Linked DNA regions of Mus musculus: region 2 is linked to region 1. A link is a contact called in public Hi-C data. All regions are on one chromosome and are shown on one strand. Each heading gives the region's core, a stretch centred on a gene start, on an enhancer-like site or on the middle of the called end of the contact. The rest is flanking DNA. Distances are from core to core; before and after follow the strand shown. Region 1 holds the start of Ints12 (integrator complex subunit 12). Region 2 holds the start of Selenof (selenoprotein F).

What was found. Hi-C and Micro-C count contacts between places; a contact is called where the count stands out from the background.
Region 2: a contact with region 1 is called in a Hi-C map of B cells, with 5 read pairs. The contact joins the promoter of Selenof here to the promoter of Ints12 in region 1. A contact is called at or near these places in 1 of 39 promoter capture datasets (cranial neural crest) and 1 of 484 Hi-C or Micro-C datasets (B cells).

The regions. Positions count from the first base shown.
Region 1 is chr3:133,090,230-133,096,424 of GRCm38.p6, reverse strand. It overlaps Ints12 (integrator complex subunit 12), which reads right to left and starts at 4,570. Exons shown (of 7, transcript NM_027927.4): 1 at 4,449-4,570. It overlaps Gstcd (glutathione S-transferase, C-terminal domain containing), which reads left to right and starts at 4,600. Exons shown (of 12, transcript NM_026231.3): 1 at 4,600-4,845.
Region 2 is chr3:144,567,987-144,574,140 of GRCm38.p6, reverse strand. Selenof (selenoprotein F) reads right to left here and starts at 3,714. Exons shown (of 5, transcript NM_053102.2): 1 at 3,342-3,714. The coding sequence starts at 3,416. Hs2st1 (heparan sulfate 2-O-sulfotransferase 1) reads left to right here and starts at 3,925. Exons shown (of 7, transcript NM_011828.4): 1 at 3,925-4,407. The coding sequence starts at 4,284.

The DNA of each region.
Region 1 (6,195 bases), core at 3,321-5,820:
CTGACAAGATCTTTAATCACAGGGTATCTCCCTAGTTATCTCTAATAACACATCTGTAACTTATGACACGTAACTTGCCTGCTCTTAAGTCAAGTTTACTACACATTAAAATGTCTCTTTTCAAGTCTTATTTTTACCACAAAAATAGAGATCTTGTGTTCATGGGTGTGGGGCGGGGAGGGCAAGGATAGGATCACAGAGCGGGTTCATGTCGCAGTCGCTGTGTAGCTTTTACAACTGTTTCTTGTTTTGCTTCTGTGTATTTTCCTTCCTCCCCAGTCCTCTGTTATTTTTAATATCCCAGAAAGCATTAGTGGCAGTCTTTCTATATTGCATTTAGATGGAGGGATCTCTTGCATTAAGCTGTTTCTCAAAAGCAAGGTCTCTGAACAATGATCCTTACCTACTGCATGGATCCCTCAGGTCTAACACTGCTGTCCTAAGGAGCTTAAACAACAGGCCAGACAGTGGAGCCACACATCAAAGGGCTGCAAAGTTCTCAACACACAAGTTTTGTTTTCAGTTGATACCAATGTTATCACGTGCTTCTATTTCTGGTTGTCCTTCTTCCAAATACCTTCTTGGCAAGGAATTATTAAAATAAAAACATACCCTTGGTGTCCAATTCTTTGATCGATATACTGAGGTTTTAAATCCTCTTCTATCCTTAAGTTTAAAGGCATAGTAATGAAACAGCTACAGAGCTACAGTTAAAGGTCTCTCCCCAATTCCACAGTAAGCTCCCGTTTTCAAGGGCTTACAATGCCATTCAAACTTGCTGTACATTGAATCTTGGCATATGAAAGCACAGGCTGAAAATAGGTTTCACTTATACCGTCTGTTTTCCTCCTCATACCCTGCGCAGACAGACAGACAGATAGACAGACAGACAGACACACACACACACACACACACACACACACACACACATGCACGCGCACATACACACCAGGCTTTTTATAAGTTTCTAAAAAGGTATCTGATAATTAAAAATTATTACTAATTCTATGTTCTACTAAACCCTGATCTGTCTGGATTGCCTGGATAGTGAGTTTGAAGGCTAGAGTTCTAGAAAGAAAAAGTAACCACACCTCAGTTATATTAGTGAGAATTTAAGAAAATGAAATCGGCTCCACTGCTGCTTTAAATTATATTACATATAGTATCTCAAAGAATGACAGGAGGATTATTTGAAAATGCACTGATGAGGAAAATTCATTTACTATAATTTCCATGATTAAAGAGGTAAACCTGTTGTTTCAGCTAGAAAAACACAGTGTAACCTTTCTATGACCTATTTTATGTAGCTGTAGACACACTAGTTTACTTAACCCAGGGCAGTCTGTCTTACAGATTACTGAGCAAATAGTGATGCCTACACAAATACTTACAACGGGACAGAGGCACTACTTTATATTTTCTCTTTGGAAAAATGGAAGCAAAGTACTGCTATGTAATTCTGTCATCACAAATGAAATGCCCATAAATTAGGTAACCTATGGTGTAAGTCTACAAAATTTGTCAACAGCAATACTCTAAGGGGAACCTCAGAATTAGTTCTTTTTCTAAGACTTAACATGCTGTGCACCCCTGCCATAAATTACTGACATCTTTCAAACCCAGTTCTGCACATGGTGGAATGTTGTGTGTTTGTGCGTGAGCGTGTGTGTATAAGAAAGATTTAGAGACCACTATTCTAAACTATCCAGCAACTTCCAATTTCCCTTTTCTCCCAATACATCATGGCTTCTTTAAAGCACAGATGCTCATCCTGCAAATCCATCCAGTGTTTTTACTGAGCTCAGCCCTTCACCCTCCTCAAACTAGCTTTATTAGCCCAGTCATTAATAACACATTCCTCTATAGTTCCTCCTTTTTCCTCAAGCACTATCTATCTGTCTTTACTATTCTCACTAATGACATCATGTTTTACAGCTCCCAACACGGAAGTGTTCCTCTGACTTGTTCCATCAGAAAAGCTATAACAGTACTCAGATAGAACCTCTTCTGTATTGCTCAGCTTAGAAATTCCATGACTCCATTTATCAACCTCTGACCTCAGGGGTTTATTTACATAATATTAGGGCCAGGCCCTTCTTTCTCTCTCCCTGACATTACCTTTAATTAAGCATATATTATGATCTTCTAAAACATTTTATAAATAATTTTATTTAGTTCATTAACAGAAAGCTTCATTTTCAGCTAGTGAAATGTGAAGTCTGCTACACCATTCTCTATGACTACAATCAACAGCCTCCTTCTTTGCAAACTATATCTTCCTTTTTTTTTTTCCTTCTCCACTGTTTTAACTCAAGAAGATATCTGGGGTATTATAAGACAATATTTTTTTTAGTTAATTCCCTCCCCCCCCTTCTTTCTTGCTCCTATTTCTTTTTCAAACCAAAGAGAAGCAGTAGGTGGCATAAACAATGTACATGTAAATAGAGAACAGGAAGATAGATGAAAGAATATGTTAAGTGTGAGTTTATTTTAAAAACCTAAGCACTGTTTAAAACAAAGAAAGGAAGAAAATGAATACTTATTACTGTAAAACTATCAATAACCTAGGATGTGGCAGTGATAGCTAGCGCTGGTGGGAGGGATGGTTGGGGCACACCAGGAAGTACCTGTAGCTATGCAAGACACACTGCAACTGCCAGCCTACACAATAATCTCCCCGCATCGCTTACCTCTGTTTATGGCAGTATGCTATTCCCTTCCTGTTCGGCTTCCACTCTAGAACAAGCCGTTCCGTGACTCTCTTCCAGTTCTCTAAGCATCCTTATCCCACTGCTCTAAGGTTTACCTACTGTGTAGACATGCTTCTATTTGGCATCTTCTCCCGTCTACACCCAAACAAGTGCCACTGAAAGAAATACCATATTCTCTTCCAGGTTATTAGTCCTATCTAGCATGCTTCACACTTAGCATTCTCATGCTTGTTTGGTCAACTCACTTCCCATCTTTCCAGAAAGAACAATTACATTTTCCTACTGAACAGGACCTCTTGCAGCCTCTTGACTCTTTATTTCTCCAAGTCAGTTTTAAGTCCAGCTTCCCTTTTCCAAGTCCCCTTCTAGCTCTAGCTACTCTCCCCTATTTTAAGATCAGGTGAATACAAGAGGGATACTTTGTATTTTTACATTTAAGTTGGTATTGGACCTCTCTTTCCCTGGCTTTCTCATTCTTGCCACTATTGTTCCAATGCTCTGTCTTGCTTTAGTCTCACTACCAATTTGTTCTTCAGCAGTCATGAGCATTTTGTTGTCAAATACCATCTCAAGGCAGATGACTCTGTATGGTTTTTCTCTCACTTCCTCTTATTTCTCTGTTACTCTGAAAACAATGACCAGACTATTATATTCAGCTAACTCACCGAAGTCTAATATTCTTGTCTTTTACTCTACACAGTTCTAGTCACTTCAGCAAAAGGCATTCATGAAATGCAACTGTCTTTTCCTCTCAACATAACTCAAACACAAAAAAGCAAGACAATCGTCTATTTTATGGGTAGGGATGTGTACAGTGCTCTGACCTGCAACATTCACTTTCTACTCTTTCATTTGTCTTTAATTATTAATCTCACTAGTGTATAGCTTTTATGAGAGCAGAAGTTTATGAAGGGGGAATGTGAGGGGGAATGCAGGAATTTCCCTGGCAAGTAGCATTTCACAGGTGTTTTTAAAAAATATTTATTGAATCAACTGGATTTTTGCCAAAATGGTCCTTTTCAAGGCTGCTGTGATGTCCCCAAACAAAATTGAGCACCCCTACCTAAATAGATGCTTTCTCTCAGATCTCTTTCACCCTGCCTACTAGTTTCAAACAAACTTCTAAGTTGATCACCTGCTAGTGCATGAGATAAAGGAAACTGCAGAGAGTGCAATACTCATTACAACACTCGAGACCATCCCATTCGTGTTTCTGCAAGATTCTGTAATCCTTTCCAATTAACTTCTTCTTTCCATTTAGTGCTTCGCCTTTGGGGAAGTCTGGAAACTCAGGATGTAAAAACCCCAATTCCAAAACAAACCCAAGCGCTAGAGAAGCTAAGGAGAGTCAAGAGACACTTCGAAATGCCAATTCTTTGATGGAATCAAAACACACTGGGGGCGGCCTCGAATAGGGGTAAGTCCTTCTCAAGGAGGCCAGAACAGAGATGTAAAACGGGAGCTGTACAGAGGTCTCCGGAACCCTCGGTCAAAGGTCTTGGACAATTCCACGGTCCCGGTCCCCCGGGCCACCGTCCTCGGCGCCCTCCTCACTCAGTCCTTCCAGACTAGGAGGAGCGCTCAGGCGGAGCCACGCAACCACCCCGCAAATTATGAGGTCTCCCCTCCAGCAGGGAGGAGACCGACAGCCCACGGAGCTCCGCTCCGGCCGCCCCTCGCGGGGTCTCGAGCCTCCCCCCGAGGCGCCAGGAAGCGGGGACCCTCGTCACCACTCACCGCTCCGCCCCGCCACTCGGTCGGTTCCCGGTAGCTCTCTTCGAATCCGTCCCCGCCCTCACCAGCTTTAAGAAGAGAGAAACAAAGGTTCCCGCAACAGGTCGGAAGGGGAACGTTTCCGAGTGAGACAGCAGGAAGTGACGTAGGGCACTCCTTCCGGTCCGCCGGATTATGAATGGCGTTGGGCGGGGGACGCGCAGACACGTTGTCTCTTCCTTCTTTTTGCCCCCTTTCCCCTGCTCAGGGCCTCGCTGGGAGGCGAGTGCTCCTCCTCAGGCCGCGGCTTCCAGAAGTAGCCTCGGAGTCCCGGCTCGAGCTGGGCGGGAAGGCGCGGTGGCCCGCGTCGTCGCCCGCATGCTCCCGCGCCCTCCCTGCCTGGCCGCGCCCCTGCGACCAGGTAAAGAGGGCGCTCGGGCCGCTCGTCCCCCCGCCGCCTCCTGAGATCCGCGCTCGCCCTCAGGGGTCGGCGGGGCTGGGCTTGGAGGCCAGGGTGGGACCGGTGACGGCTCGCAGCCCTTGAGAGTCTTGCCAGCCCCACATTCACCGCAGGCTTTTGCTGTGGGTGCAGATGGACGGGCTTCGCGCCGTTCCGCTGAGTGACGCGTGGGCCCCTCGGCTGCGAGCCATCCCTCTAGTCTTTTCCCTGCGTGGGTAGAGCAACAGGGCAGCTTTGCCTGGTAGGGGGTTGTGTGGTCGTTTTGAGTTAAGTGCAGGAAAAAAGACCTCTTGGAGCACGACTTAACTTTCCCCAAAGACATAGTTTTACGTCGCAGCCCTTCCTGATTGGACGCTGTACATGCGTACTATTTTACAGTTAGGATCTGCTGCATTTGGGGACATTTGCTATCCCCACCAAAGCAGCGTTGCCCTTCCATTATTAGCACGAACAGAAAGCTTGAGTTTGCACGAGAACTGCTTTGGCTTAAATTAAAAAAGAAAAAAAAAAAAAAAAGAATACCCTAATACATACCTCTCTAACTTTGACTGGGGAATTACACCACCCCATCTCCATCCCCCGCCATACTCACCACCAAATCCTTTGTCATAAATTCCTTAAGGTCAGAAAAAATAAACGAGTGTATCTCGTACCACATTATTGCTAAAGATGGTGGCATTTGTCAAGTTTCCCTCGTGCTGTCCCACAATTTAAAAAGCAAGAACTGGAAGTGACTTTAAACATGTAAATATGGTCTTGAAATGCCATGAGAATAAACTGTTACAATACAACTGATTTGCTGTCATATTTAGTAGATCAAACTTTAAGCTATATGAGTGTTAAACTGCACTTTGAGGAGCATACACTGCCATTGACGCTGCTGAAATTGTGACTCAATCATTTTAAAGAGGCCTAACTTCAAAAAGGAGATTGAGGTTTGAACGTTGTTCTATAGTACTAATGAAAAACACCTTTAAACTAGTAAGGGGCCATGAAGGGGTGGGCTCTCAAGGAAGGGAAAATGGGATGCAGTGAGGTCCGGGGCCGGGGGAGTGGAAAGAATACTATGTATTTCCCCATTTCAAACAAAACTAAAAGCTTTGTGGTTATGGACTTAAGGAGTTTTGTTTTAAACCTCTTATGTTTTCTAGCTTTTGTTTCAACAGCACATGGTTTTAAATAAGCACAAACAATAATCCATTTGGCCTTATTAATAGCAGTAATTTAGTAGCCATAAAAACATTTGGGACTTACCCTGGTGTCCATCAGTATTTTAGACTGTTGCCTGGTATGTGTTGTTTTTATCCTTGA
Region 2 (6,154 bases), core at 2,465-4,964, about 11 Mb before region 1:
TCACACAAGCTGCAGGATCCTTAACAATGATGGGAGGAGGAACTGGGAGGCTGTTTATACTTCACAGGCTACAAGTGAACAAACCGAGACAGAGAGGAAACTGAGGGAAATGGTGCCTATGTTCCCTTTGGCTGCACCCTGATCGGCAGGAGAAATGGAGGCTGCAGGACTGTGATCTGGCTAAGACCACAGGATAGGTGAAGCATGGGGTTATAACTAGCATGAGAGAATATGAAAGGGAGAAGTTAAGACTTGGTAAGTTCTGCCTTTTGGTCCATCTTTTGCGACAGTCTTGTTATATAGCCTGGGCTGGATTGTAACTTGCTACATGTAGCCCAGGTTAGTCTCAAATGTCTGATCCTCCCATTTCAGCCCCCTGAATGCCGTGATTACAAACAGCAGCTCGGATTTCAAGAGGCATCACCACGCCTGGCTCTCACTTTTTAAGTCTGGGAAGTAGATGAAGTTAAGCATTGTATTCTGGGTAATCACAGAGAAAAATGGAAAATTAAGAATCGGGGTAAATCAATTTGATTTAGATGATAGTTATTAAAAGTTAAAATTTGAAAACATTTACCTAATGTTCTTTTTAAAACTTAAAACTAAACAGCACAGTGTCATGGAGAGAGAGAAAGAGAGAGATTATAGAAGCTGTTTTGGAGAATACTTAAATGAAATAATATAGTTCTGACTAATGACCTATGGTCTTATTTGTATTTTATTTTTCTAAGATAGTATGTACTTATTTGTGGTCCTCATTCACAAAGAACAGAATGAAGTTGACACCTGCCCTAAAAAGGTTTCATTCTAGAACTTTGTATCAAGAATCAAATAATTACCAGGAAAGTTTTCTGAGTGTCAACTAAGGTTGAACCTAACATCTGGATTTCAACACTTCAGTACCATCAACTGTCAATGATGCTTCCAGTTGGGACCACTTGTAACAGACCCGTAGAAGTTAACTGGACTTGAGGGTCAATAATGACTTACAAGTAGGCTCCATCTGTCCAGGATATCCGACCTTTGCTTGTAGATGCCCCAGTTCACTCAGGAAACATTCCACTTACATGACAAGGTACTGTCTTCCCCTCCATGTACGTCAGTACAGACAAAAGGTAACCAGAAGCAGGCACTTCTCTAAGGTGAGATCCAGTCAGCACACTGGGAAAAGGAAGTCTCAAGAAACAATAGACAATTGAAAGGTACCTGAGAGATCAGGTACTGACCACCACTGATGCTGATTTCCTGGAGGAGATAAATTCTTAGCTGAAAACTGAAGGCTGAGGGGTGGCAAGATGTCTCAGGGGGTAAAGATGCTTGTCGCCAAGCCAAGGACCTGAGTTTGATCCTTAGAACCCACATGATGGAAGGAGGTTCAGATGGTAACTAGACGACAATCATTTTTATGGGTGTAGGAGAGACAGCTTCTGAGAGAACGAAGTAAGTGAAATTCACTAGAGCAAGTGTCTCCTGCACAACCCAGCCTGTTTGTTCTCTCAGTAGAACAAGCAAACACCGGGAAATAAGCCTGGTAGACAACTTTAAAGACAAACTCTACCTTAAAAGCAAGTGGGAGTGTTTAAGCACAACAGCTTTAGATTTCAGAGATGTTGCTCTAGATGGTAAGGGCAGAATGAGAAAGAATTAGATGTGGAAGCCAGTTAATGGATCATAGGCAAGCCAATATACTGGCCTGAATAACCAAACTCAACCCAAATGTGCATAGAACACATGTCTAGCTTGGGCAATAAGGAAGTTGATAAAGGCAATTTTTACGTAAGAGTCTCAATGCAGAAAGAGGCAATTCGAAGAAAAGCCAGTGGGCTGTTATTTTCAAGAAGAAAGGTCTCATAGTATTGAACTGGTTTTCAGGTATATTTTGGAAGTAAGAATAAGAAAGGCTAGGTAATTGCCAGTATATGCAGTACATAGGAAGGAGTCAACAAGACATCTGAGTTTGAAGTTAAGATTGGGTGGACAACCACCATGGCATACAGGTAGCCATAAGTTCTTCCTACTCTAGTCCTAGCATGTACTGACATTTCTTTGCAATGCAATTCTGTCACTCTTCCCATTCGGCTGTGGAGTTGGGAAGAGTTGTTCACCTGTGGCGTGGTCTGGGGACTTACTCTGACAAGTCTAATGTGATGGAGTTTGGATCTATTTACACAGTGGGAGGATCTGGCTTTCTGTTTTTAGCCTTGTCTCCCAGGAGGGAATCTGTGATCTCCATGGCAAGGTCTTAAGAGGCTTCTGCTCTTTTGGAGTATTGTCCTGAGACGGCTGTGAAAAAGAAGTCAGTCATTTACTGGGAGATGAGTTAGCAGCAGAACTGAGCGGTCCCTGTTAATGGCACTGACTAGAACTACAGTAGCTTTGGGTTTTTAGTTAAATTCACCAACTAGCTCAAACAGTGCATCCATGAGGGAACTGCTTCACTAACATAAAGGATGGTTAAATTGTTTAAAAACATTGATTGGCAAGGGGGTGGGGGCAGGTATTTACAAAGCCATAGCCTACTGAGATTTTGAAGATAGTTTGAAAACATTACTCCTTTGTTACTTTTGGTAGTGGTAACACATTCAAACGACTACAATGGGAGGGAAAAGCCAACAATTTACTTATGTTTCCAGTATAAAAGTTTAAAGGGATGTTCCCTAAGTGTTTTCTGAAGTACCAGATGTTTCAAAACAACATTGTATTGCAATGTAAGACGCTAAGAATCCACTCTTTGGACAAAGTAAGAAAAGCAGAGACAACGTTTGTGAACTATAAGACCTATGAAGAACAGAGTATTTAGAGACCTACGGTATAATTTTAACTTTCCAAAATCTTGGACAAATCACTTAAGTATCCTAAGTACAAAGACATGTAAATATGGGTGGAAAACTCCCATAGAGGAATTTACCAAAAATACAGTTGCTTCATGAGTAGCTAAGTAAGTCAAAACCAGGTTAACTCCTTTCAGAGATTTAGAACCCGTGTCGTCTGGTTAACGAGGAAAACCGCTTGTCTGGACCAAAACCCTTTAAGGTTTGGGAGTTTGTAAGCAGCGGTAGTTTCATTCACTTGTGTCTCACTCAAAGAAACGTCCCTCCTTTCTAAGCATTACTGACTATGTACCCTCTGTGCTCTGAAAAACCGATCCTAGCTGCCTGAAGCGAGGAAACCATCGTCTCTAGAGCTCCGGCTGGAATTCTGCCACGTTTCATTCCGGATGGAAGCGGCCGCTAAGGCAGCCCGTTCCACGGGCGGCTCCCAAGCGTGGCCCCGGGTTTGCCCTTCCACATCCGCGCTCTCCGACCAGCCTTGAGGCAGCCCCAGAGGCGGTCCACACTCACCGCTTGAAACGCAGTCGCCAGCAGCAAGCGCAGCCCCAGAGCGGGCCGCAGCCACCCACCCTGCCCTGCCGCCATCCCTGCGGTCTGCCGTCAATCTTCAGGGGTCTGAGGACCCCTGTGCCGGGGACGTCCACTGCACTGCCTGACGCGAAACCCGCCGCGAAAGGCCACTGCTACAAGCCTATTATCCCACAAAGACGAGTGTTAGTTAGGCGACCATGGGAGCCTGTAAGTGATCGATTGTTAAACAGTCCTCAGGTTCTTTTAGAGATTCAAATTAGGCATTTTCCTAAACTCCCCACACCGGGGCTTCTTATTCACGACATTCAATCGGCTATCCACGAAGCCCCAGCTCGGCCATCAGTAGCCCCGCCTCCTCCAAGTTTACCCAATCGGACAACGCCTTGCTTGAGTCCCGTGACAAGGAACCCAACCGTAAATCGAACCGAAAGGGCGAGAAGCGGCCTCTCTTCGGACCAATGAACACCACTGTACCGGAGGATGGGGGTGGAGCCTCTGGTTGCCGGGCAGCGTGCGTCAAGGCGTGCGCGTGGTGGCCGAGGGGGAGGGGAGGGGGCGGGCCGAGGGCGGCGCAGCCGCAGCCGCATCGCCACCGGAGGAGCGCGCGGCCGCGAGCGACCGAGGGAGGGAAGGGAGGAAGCGAGGGAAGAGGGCGTGCGGCCGTGGGGTCCCGAAGCCAGGGGGCAGCGGCAGCGGCAGCGGCAGGAGGGCGCCAGGGCCGTCGAGTGGGCCGGGGAGAAGCGTGCACCAGGCGGCCGGCGCTGGCTCCCGCGGGCGGGAGACCGGAGAGGAGGAGGGGGTCGCTGCGGCGCGGCAGTCCGCGCAGCTCCCGGGTCGGGGTCTCCTCCCGGCGCTTCGGTCGCCCTCGGGGCCCCGCTCCCCGCCCCCCGCGGTATGTCTTGATCGCGAGCGGCGGGTTTCATGGGGCTCCTCAGGATTATGATGCCGCCCAAGTTGCAGCTGCTGGCGGTGGTGGCCTTCGCGGTGGCGATGCTCTTCTTGGAGAACCAGATCCAGAAGCTGGAGGAGTCCCGGGCGAAGCTAGGTGAGGCAGCCGAGCGGTGCGCCGGGGCCGGGCTGGCGGGTGGGCATTGCCGGCTATAGCAAGTGGGCTTCCTCAGGGGGCCTCGGAGAACCTCGAGAGCTGGGACCCGGGCACGTCGAGCTCCCGCCACCGGGGAGGGAAGCTGGGCTGATGAGCTGCACGCGCGAGGTCTCTGGCCAGAGGGCTGCCCCGTCGGCCCTTCACTGAGAGAGGGGACCCAGGTCTGCCTGGAGCTGGTGCTGCTGGAGGACACAAACGCTCCCTCTCTCTTCTCTTCCAAATCGTTCTGCAAAGCCCCAGTCATGTGCAGAGATGGGGACTGGAATTTGAATTAGGGGCACCTGGGCACAGGATCCTTTGGGGATGGTGGTCGTGGGGAGATTCGTCGCGGGGAGATGGGTAGAAATGGAAGGAGACTCCGGGAATGATGGGGAGTGAAAGCGGCTCACCGTAGTGAGTGGCAGGCATGCCTGAGCCTAGGGCAGTAAGGGACCTTAGAACTGACAGCTTTGGTAGGCTGGCGGTGTGGGACAGCGGAGCCGATGATGGCACGAAAAGGAGACATCTGGGGGACTGAAGTTCTTTATGAGTGACGCTAAACTGGTTGATTTGGGCTTCAGAGTGGGGTCGTAAGTTTAGGCTGATTGCATGTACAAGAGGGGAACGTTGAGGGTTTGGAATTGCAGGGTTTACCTTGTGAAAGGAAAAGAGTGGGGAGAGTGAACCATATGGGTCTCTTAAAGCGTCTCTCTCAGTGCCCGAATGGAAAAGGGTGCTTGAAACACAAAATTGGAGTGCGAACTTGTGCAACAGCAGTCGAAAGCGCGGATAGTCGGGTGCTTCCGGATAGTGGAGAACTTTGGTATTTGGAAGTGCTCTGGAGACAGGGACTTAATCATTGACGCGTTTTGATTTAAAAATGTATGTGACACTTGAAAATCAGCTCAGAGAATGTAATTTGAATATGGGAAACAGCTTTTGCATACACTTTGACCTTGCCTGTTTCTTAAACACGATTTAAAGTTACCTTGAGGAACAGCTAGATGCAGCTTGGGGGTGCGGATTAATTTTCAAGAAAAGAAGTACCAGAAAAGAATTTAAATTTTATATATAGTAGATATTTCCAAGTTTTTGGTAGATTTTAAGGAAGCCTTGAACACATTTTAAAGAATAGTGTTATAAAAGCAAGAATCGTTTGATTGATGTCCAGCTCCGTGTGAAAGAGAAGCCAAAGGTACTTGCAGTCCAGTCCTCCTTTCTAGAGTGAAATTTGAAGAACTACTGAATGTATGTACTGGATTTAGAAAGGTTTTATGTGCTAAAAGTTATTCAGTTTAAATATTGAAGGTTGAACAGTATCTCCTTTTGCCTTTCACGTGGCTCATCTGTACAACATTTACAGTCAGAGTCTGGCCTCATTCATGATCCAGTTTTACAGGAAAGAAAGTGACTCAGCTTACAATAAATTAAAAGTTGTTAAAATGAGCACTTGTATTTACTATTTCTTCAATTGGCTTTTGGAATTCTCTAGCTGTAGAGGCTCAACCTGATTGAATGTGCCTATTGTCTTCCTGACCTAACAGTTTCCTCTCCAGCGCTTGGAAGCTGTTTGTGGACGCCACCAGAATAGCTGAGGATATAGAACACCACAGGTAGAACCATGCGTACCCTCATAGTTTTCATAAATGGGAAAAAAAAAGTCCTGTCAGGAATAAGTGCGTCCAAATGAGTATCTATGAGGGAAACA